3 separate regions of the Mus musculus genome follow, and all the other regions are linked to region 3. A link is a contact called in public Hi-C and promoter capture Hi-C data. All regions are on one chromosome and are shown on one strand. Each heading gives the region's core, a stretch centred on a gene start, on an enhancer-like site or on the middle of the called end of the contact. The rest is flanking DNA. Distances are from core to core; before and after follow the strand shown.

Region 1 (2,700 bases), core at 7-2,506, 74 kb before region 3:
TCCCAAAATTATATCTTTGAAGAATAAGTTGATGGTTCACCAAGAAGACAGCACTAGTTATTTTCAGCTGGGGTTCACACCCGTGTATATGGGTACACATATCAGTGTGTGTGCACAGACCCAGTCCCAGAATAACAAAGTTGTGTCTCCCACTCTCCCAGCCATTGGTTCACAGAGGAAAATTTGGAGGATTGGCAGATAGCTTCCATGTCCCTGGTGCAACCATGTTGTGCTTCTAGGTGAGCGGTCACACAGCCTGACAACACTCTTTAAAACACACAGTTGGGCATTCGTTTTAATTTAATCAGAGAAACGGCCAGGCCCGCTCTGACTGGTGATAGCTACTTTATCTGCTCTTTCCTTCTCGCTCGGTAGTGTTTCTGAAACACTGGTGCTGCGACAGGAAATCGCTCTGATTATCAAGCGCACTACCTGCCTTGGGGCAAGCACTGCCAGTGGCCAGAGCGCCCTGGCAGAGGCCCTCTGCTCTGGGGAGAAGCTGCTTGCCTAAGTTGCCTGACTGAAGACATGACTACAGAGGGCTGTGCTCGCTCAAGGCAGCCCAATCTACATGGCAGAATGAGTCAGGATTAAGCAGTGCCTTCTATAGGGGCATACTCAGAGACCTTCTTCTTTCTAAATCTTCATTTTTAAATAGAGCAAGCACTTCACAGTAAGAGAACATGTTTATTTTAATCTTATTTGTTTTGAGCCAGGGTCTCACTATGTCAACCCAGACTGACTTCAAACGTGTGATCCTCCTGCCTCAGCCTCCTGAGTGTTAGGATAACAATCTGTCACCCTCGGGACTGGCTTGCTTTTATTTTTAATACTTTTTAAATGTATTTTTAAAGATTGATTTATTTATTTCATGTGTGTGAGTACACTGGTGCTGTCTTCAGACACCCCAGAAATGGGCATCTGATCCCATTACAGGAGGCTGCGAACCACCAGGTGGTTGTTGGGAATTGAACTCAGGACCTCAGGAAGAGAAGCCTGTGCTCTTAATCACTGAGACATCCCTCCAGCCTTTTAATAGTTTTTAAAATGTTGTCCCGTTTTTCATTTCGATGAGTATTGCATAAATAGGGCATGGGTATAGTCACATTCTACAGGGTTCAAACATCCAAACATACACACTATTTAAAGCATGGTGAGTTCATTTGAGCAATGGCCCCCGCTGAGCCCAGAAAACATTGTTCCCTCTAGTCATCCCTCTCCTCACCCTTCTCCCCTCCCCCCTCCCCCGCCCAGCCCTTACACTGCTTCCACTTCCTCTTCTGCAATGACCCTGAGCCTTGGAAGGAGCTGCTATGATGCAGGTTTAAGGCTGAGCCCTCCACAATCTTCTACTCTCTGTACCTTGACCATGTCCTGTGAAAGCTCAAACCTAACCAAAGCCCAGCGTGAGAGGGGAGGCAGGCAGAGAGCCCCGCCCCCCATCTGAGGAGATGTGGCCAAATGATAGCTCTTAGGAGGAGAGATTGTAAAGTAAACAAATAGGATGGGGGGGGGTGGCGGCTAGAGAAGGGCGGGGCAGGGGAAGAGGGCAGGGCAGGGATAAATGTGATCAAAATACATCGTCCGGAATTCGAGTTAATTAGAGACTTGTAATAAAATTAAAACACACAAATCCCTGTCCCTGTCCTTTGGTGGGCACCCTATATATCTTCCATTCACAAATATAATTTTGAAAGGCAGAGAGGGCCAGTTCATCCGATCAGCTGGGGCTGGGCTTGAGCTCTTCACTTCTGAGGTGCTGTGAGTCTAGGCGTGCCATTCCACCAGCCATCTTCTCTCTGGGCCGTGGCTTCCCTTCCGTTCTTCAGCCACACATCTTGAGCTCTCGCACTGCAACAAGACAGGCAAACCCATGCACCTTCCTTGTGAGGGATATTATCCAATTTTTCCCTCTTTAGTGCTAAGGGTTGAACCCAAGGCCTTGTGCATATGAGCAAGAGCCCTACCACTGAGCTATGTCCATAGCCCCAAATTTATTGATTTTTTTTTTACTCTATAATAGATGAATACTTTTACTTTATCTTCATTTTTATTTTTTTCCAACCTTGCCTGAGTTCATTTCCCCGAGTGCTTTGAGCCTAATTTTTCCTCCCTTACTAAGCCGTCCAGCCTTTCCTTCCCTGTGTACTTTTGTTGTTTGCCAATTTATACTTCTGATTTATAGGCACTCGTTATTAGATATGATTAATGCGCTTCCTGTCGTGTATGTTGAAAATATTTATCACAGTCTGTCCAGAGCAAAACCCTTGAGCTCAACATAAGTTCTGCTAATTTGTCTTTTGCTTACTCGGTGAGGTGTGTGTGTGTGTGTGTGTGTGTGTGTGTGTGTGTGTGTGTGTGTTAACTGTGGGTGGTCAAACTTCCATTCCTTGGTGCTAAACAAGTGCTAACCTCGGGAGGTCTCTGCCACTTTTATGTAAGTCTAAAGTCATTCCACAACACTGCACTGAGTACAAGTGCCTGCCTTTAACAGCTTGGGCAGGGCTTCGCTGCTGAGCATTATAAAATGCAGCTCTGTATTTCTGCCAATGGTTTACTAGGCTCTCATGGCCACAGTGCCTTCTCTCTCATGTAGCTTATGAGTACCTTGAATTTGGTTTTCTGCATAAGACATAACGCTCAAACTGTGACGCCAACAATTCCATCTCGACTCTCTCCCAAACAAAGAGCCCCTGATGC
Region 2 (2,700 bases), core at 93-2,592, 77 kb after region 3:
GACTTCACTGTTGTATCTTAAACTCAGAGAAGCTGATGTCCTGCCCTTCCACACCCCAGCCAGAACCAAACCGTGCTCACAAGAAGAATCTTTGTTACTGGATTTAAAGTAAAAAAAAAAAAAAAAAAATTGATTCATCAGTCCACGAGTCCCCTGCTGACCACAGCCAGGGGCCCCAGCCACAGGTGATGACTTCCTTATGCAGGGGTGACACCCTCCTCACAAGGTGACTCTGCCGATGGCCTTTCCTCTTCTTTCCAGGCCTTTCTGGGTTAGGATCACTTGAGGGAATTCTAGTTGCAGCTTTCACCAAACAAACCCGTTTTACAACTCCAAGGAATCTAATTTGGCCGCCTCGCGCTTACTGCAGAAGAGCCTGCAGAAGAAGTGAGAGGCTGGCAGCTCAGCTAATGAGCAGCTAGCTCCGTGTGCACGCACTGCCAGTTTGATCTAATTAAGAAGCACTAATACACTAATGACATATAGAGAAAAGGTTCAAACAGGACAACAGGGTGGTTCGTGGTTCGGGACAGCAGCCTGGCAAATTGCAAAGGCTCAAAGTACAGTGGCGTCCCTAGACACACAGTATTGTGCCAAAGCTGACTGGCCACCTTCCTTCCATACATAGAGGGGTGACCAGGCCTAGGACCTAGATAAATAGTCACCTCAGAACAGAATAGCAACCAAGCCTGAAGAAGTCTGTCAGGTATTTCCTGGTACAAGAACACACGTGAAATGATGCTGTTTTACTTATTTATATTTATTCCTAGGAAATTAACACACTCATTGTATAGATCTGTGGCCCTGAGCAATTGTCACGTTTTGTCTTACCACTGGCTCCTTCCAAAGCCCATCCAAACCAAAGGACACGCAAAAAGGCAGTGAGAACCACTCGGGTATGTGCTGCCTGTCATTCACTCTAAGCACTTCCCACTCAAGCCAAAACTGACAGTGTCCCCCCACTGAGGACAGAGAGTATCAGACTCTTCTCCGCAGGACAATCACAGGAATGCTGGCCACTTACCTGTCACCAGCACGGCCTTTTGATCCACAGGTAACAAGTCTTGGTCAGATGAACTCATATACAGAAGAAGGAAGCAGGCCACGGATAAGAGGAACAAGGTGCAGAGGAGGGACAGACTGAGCAGGCAGGCACCTCCCCAGAGGCCAGCGAGACACACCGCCTGGCTCCGCAGCTGCCTGCCACTCCGGCATCCGCAGAGAAGCGTGCCCCCCAGCACTGCAGCGGCAGCCAAGCAGAGCCATGCTGACTCAGAGGCAAACGGGCTCATTCTCCACTGGCCTTCACTTGCTCTGGGCCAGTGAATACTGTGAGTGCAGAAGCTGGCTGGAGGCAGCCCAGGCTTATATGAAGGGAGAGGCAAGCGGGAGGGGGGAACGACAGCCCCCGCACCCTTTGAACAAGCATGTTAAAGGTAGTGATAGGGGAGACTACTCCCAGGATGTAATTTAAACTGTGCACTGTGATATAAATACCTGCTCATTCCCCTAAGGCACTCAACACTTACACATGAGCACACGTACACACACAAACACACACACACACACACACACGTACACACACACATACACACACACACAAATATACACACACCTACACAGACATATAGACATACACACATGCACATACACACAAATAGGCACATACACACAAATAGACACACACACATCGTAACACACAGACATAATACACACACGGACATACACACACATACAGACATACACACACTTACACATACACACATACACGCACGCGCACACGCACCCTCCCACCTGACAGATGTTTACTCAGATAATGATTGACAGACTTGGAATCACAAGAAGACAATCTCCTTTGGATGTGCCCTCTCTGTGTTGGTTGAGTTCTTTTGCTAACTCCGAGTGTATCTGTATGTGTGGCTGTGAGTGTGTGTGTGTGTGTGTGTGTGTGTGTGTGTGTGTTATCCAGGTAATCAGTGAAGCTTGGAAAGTGGATTCTAAGAAGAGAGCATCCCCGATCTGGCCTGTATCTGGAGGACTACTGCCAACTGAGACAGGTTAAGGGCTCAATGAGCCAAAAAAAGGCTCACCTTAGAGGCAGATGGAAGGTGCCTGTGTCTTCCCAGAGGGCAGTTGTGCCAGAGAGAGACCATAGCAATGACAATCAGACTGAGAGAAGCTGTCAGAACCAGTGCTCTGCTCAATTCTGACTCAGTCTACCCTGTTGGAGGCTCTGTTCTTGGTAGTAGGACTCGGTCTCCGAATAGGATGTCCTTACAACATTTCTATTCGTGTGGCAATAACGAGAGAGGCAATCAATAGGAGACTAGAGAGATTAGGAGCCGGAACGCAGCAGGGTGTCAATCCCCGGCATTGCCCTTTGAACCACCCACTGTCTGCTTTCGGTCAAACACAGAAAAGCAACCCCTCCTGTGCTAGTTCCTCCTTTTGCCCAGCTTGCATCTTACACAATCCTTTGTTAGAGTCAGCTTGTAAACTAGAAAATTCAGGCTGGGAGAGGCTGTACTTTATCCAAGAGCAAGGAATCTGAATCCACACACCTGTGACTCACCAGCTCAAGAGCCCTTCTGTAAAAACTGGAGAGATAGTTCAGTCTCTATATATAGGTATCTGGGTATTATATACCATGAGCGCGAACACACACTTACACATGAGCACACGTACACACAAACACACACA
Region 3 (2,700 bases), core at 73-2,572:
GGTGGATGAAGAACAGATGGGTTGCTGGTGATGGATATATAGACAGATGGGTAGTATATGCTGAGTACATGGGTAGATGGATGGATGGATAGATGGACAGACAGATGGACAGATGGACATCAAACACATGAATGGTGGACAGATGGGCTGGTGGACAGATAGTGGGTCAACAGACAAATGGTAGATGGATGGTGACCAGTTGGATGAAAGGTTGGGTGAATGAAGGGGGTATCAGTAGATAGTGAACACAGGAAATCAAGAAAAGCGTCACTGGTAATGATATATATGAAAATGTCAAGACAAAACTCAGTACTTTGCATGCTAATGTTAAAAATTAATTTTAAAAGTCAGATAAAAAGACTCACTGGAAAGAAGCAACATTCTTTATATTTCATCTGAGCATTCATATTGATTAAATTCATATCTCTTTTTAAAAGTGCTTTAAATTTCTTCCAAGGATATTTTTTATGGTGGTTCGTCTCAACTCTATAAAGAACAGATGCCCTAATATAAATTTTCACACACCCAATTTTCTAGTTCAGAACTTACCCACTCACAGCCATCTCTTTACCTCAGTCACCTACCCACTACCCACTTGTGTCATTTGTAATCCAACAGCTTACATCATACATATATTTTAAGCCTGTGTCTAACCGATGAGAGCTGTTAAGATATTATTTACAGTAACCATACCTAAATCTTACAATATCCAAGCAGTGTTGGATCATCTCCTAAATGCCATTACTTCACAGATTAAAGGACACTTAAGGCCTTAAGGTCAGGGCTCCTTGTTGTTGTGACTGGCTGGTATCTGTCTCTCTTAAGGCTCTGCTCAACTGTGAGTCTCTATTCTTTTCTCTGTTCCTTGCAAGTATACTCCTTGAATAATTAGTTGGTGTGTTTTAACTTAACGGAAGTTGGCGCAAACCTAATGCAAATTCTTTGCTTGCTATGTATGACTCATACAATTTATAACTCAGGGTGAAAACCAGTGCTCTGTGTGCTCTCTCAGTGTCTGCAGGCTAACGATGGAAGCTTTGATTTGTATTGTGGGAAGCATCTTCCAAATGTAAATGCCCGGAGGCCGTGGAAACAGGCGGATACATATGAAGCAAGATTAGGAATTCAAAGATGCAGGAGAAGTAAAGAGAATGGGACAGCCAGCAGCAAACACCAAGTCACTTTATAAGTCTGGAAATCCTCTGTGCCCTTTCTTCCCTGAAAATGTTTCTCTGGATTTCCGTGACGTTGACAGTGGACTCCAGATGGTCTGGCCGTGCCCTTGGAGCCACATCCAGGAGCTCCTTCACTCCACACACTGCAGTCCCGAGAGCTTCTCTCCAAAGCTCTCATCCCTTAAGGCCTCACACCTGCTGAGTGTTCTCTCTGAGTGTGTGTGTGTGTGTGTGTGTGTGTGTGTGTGTGTGTGTGTGACCTTGCCTGCTCACAAGTGGCGAACTGAGCCTGTGAATAGTTATCCCCAAGGTTAGATGTGGGCCAATTTGAAAGCAGCAGACAAAATGTACCGATGACCAGCAGGAGGACTTGGCTAGAGTTGAGAGCAAACATCAAACATGCTTCTGAGGACTCCCAGAAGAGAGAGGTCCCTTAGCAACGGGACCTCGGAGTCTAATTTAGAAATAAAGTTGGTGTTTCTGTTGGCCGGTTGCTATGTTGATTGCTTGGTCTCTTGCTGTTGCGTTTGTTTCTGGGTGGGGGGAGGGAGTTAGTGGTAGTGTTTAGACAGATTCTCACTATGTAGATCAGCCTGGCCTTGAGCTCATGATTCCCCCTGCCCCAGCCTTCTGGGAGCACAAGCACTTGCCAGCAAGCCCATCTTAGAAGTGGGGTCACTTGTGAGGACATGTCAGTTGGATGTAGAACTCTAGGGTGAACTTTGTTTTTCCAAATCACAGAGCCTGAGAACTGTGTGTGCCCTCTCTGTGAGAAACGCTGAAGCTCAGAATCAGAAAAAAAAAACAAAAAAAAAAACAAAACAAAACAAAAAAAAAACCAAAGACAGCGCTGTGCAGCACAGGAAACAACAGTGAGTAGCCAGTACTAACTGGAAAAGCTAAATGCACATTGATTACAAAACTGGAAAAGTCTAAATATGCATTCAGTATAAACAGGATAATGATCTAATTTTTTGTTAAATGGGGTAATGATCTTAATTAAAAAAAAAAATAGGGGCTGGATAGATGGCTCAGTAGTTAAGAGCACGGACTGCTCTTCCAAAGGTCCTGAGTTCAATTCCCAGCAACTACATGGTGGCTGAGAACTCACAGCCATCCACAATGTGATCTGATGCCCTTTTCTGGTGTGTCTGAAGACAGCTACAGTGTACTCATACACATTAAACAAATCTTTAAACAATTAAAAATTAATTTGAGTGGAAAAGAAAAATACCGTGGAAGGGAGCATCGTGGAGAAGGCGAATTATTTCTGAAGAATCTGTCTTATTCCAGAGACTAGCTTTTATTATAGCTACTGTTCTTTTGAGACAAGATCCCTCTGTGTGGCCCAGGCTGGTCTCAAACTTGTATTTTTCATGCTTCTGCCTTTAAAGGCAGAGATTAGACATGTGCACCGCCATTCCTGGCTACAGAGAAATCTGCAGTTAATTTTTTTTTCTTATTTTGCTGTCTTGGGTTGTTTGTGGGCATTATCATTTGAGACACCGCCTCAAGTAGCCGAGGC

The links. Promoter capture Hi-C pulls out the DNA fragments that hold promoters and counts their contacts. A called contact is a pair of places that touch in the nucleus more often than the background predicts.
Region 1: a contact with region 3 is called in a Hi-C map of the CH12 cell line, with 2.9 times the contacts expected there. The contact joins two enhancer-like sites. A contact is called at or near these places in 1 of 39 promoter capture datasets (embryonic stem cells), 7 of 15 datasets of contacts at CTCF or cohesin (CD8 T cells, embryonic stem cells, liver and 2 more), 195 of 484 Hi-C or Micro-C datasets (the 4T1 cell line, 8-cell embryo, the AML12 cell line and 97 more), 28 of 115 datasets of contacts at active chromatin or transcription factors (CD8 T cells, Th17 cells, acute myeloid leukemia and 11 more) and 3 of 9 other capture datasets (adipose tissue, embryonic stem cells and liver).
Region 2: a contact with region 3 is called in a promoter capture Hi-C map of trophoblast stem cells, with 3 times the contacts expected there. The contact joins the promoter of Hsd17b2 here to the enhancer-like site in region 3. A contact is called at or near these places in 1 of 39 promoter capture datasets (trophoblast stem cells), 6 of 484 Hi-C or Micro-C datasets (the Ba/F3 cell line, embryonic stem cells, nephron progenitors and 1 more), 3 of 115 datasets of contacts at active chromatin or transcription factors (embryonic stem cells, neural progenitor cells and trophoblast stem cells) and 1 of 9 other capture datasets (pancreatic islet).

The regions. Positions count from the first base shown.
Region 1 is chr8:117,852,222-117,854,921 of GRCm38.p6, reverse strand. No RefSeq gene overlaps it. Among named protein-coding and RNA genes, the nearest start is that of Mphosph6, 52 kb to the right of the region's middle. Within about 2 kb of position 1,256, at least 12 of the 459 cell types and tissues checked have an H3K27ac peak or open chromatin away from gene starts, as enhancers often do. A contact at or near this core is called in the CH12 cell line, where this site is marked.
Region 2 is chr8:117,700,588-117,703,287 of GRCm38.p6, reverse strand. It overlaps Hsd17b2 (hydroxysteroid (17-beta) dehydrogenase 2), which reads right to left and starts at 1,342. Exons shown (of 5, transcript NM_008290.2): 1 at 1,025-1,342. The coding sequence starts at 1,292.
Region 3 is chr8:117,777,828-117,780,527 of GRCm38.p6, reverse strand. No RefSeq gene overlaps it. Among named protein-coding and RNA genes, the nearest start is that of Gm39261, 2.7 kb to the right of the region's middle. Within about 2 kb of position 1,322, at least 16 of the 459 cell types and tissues checked have an H3K27ac peak or open chromatin away from gene starts, as enhancers often do. A contact at or near this core is called in the CH12 cell line, neural progenitor cells and trophoblast stem cells, where this site is marked.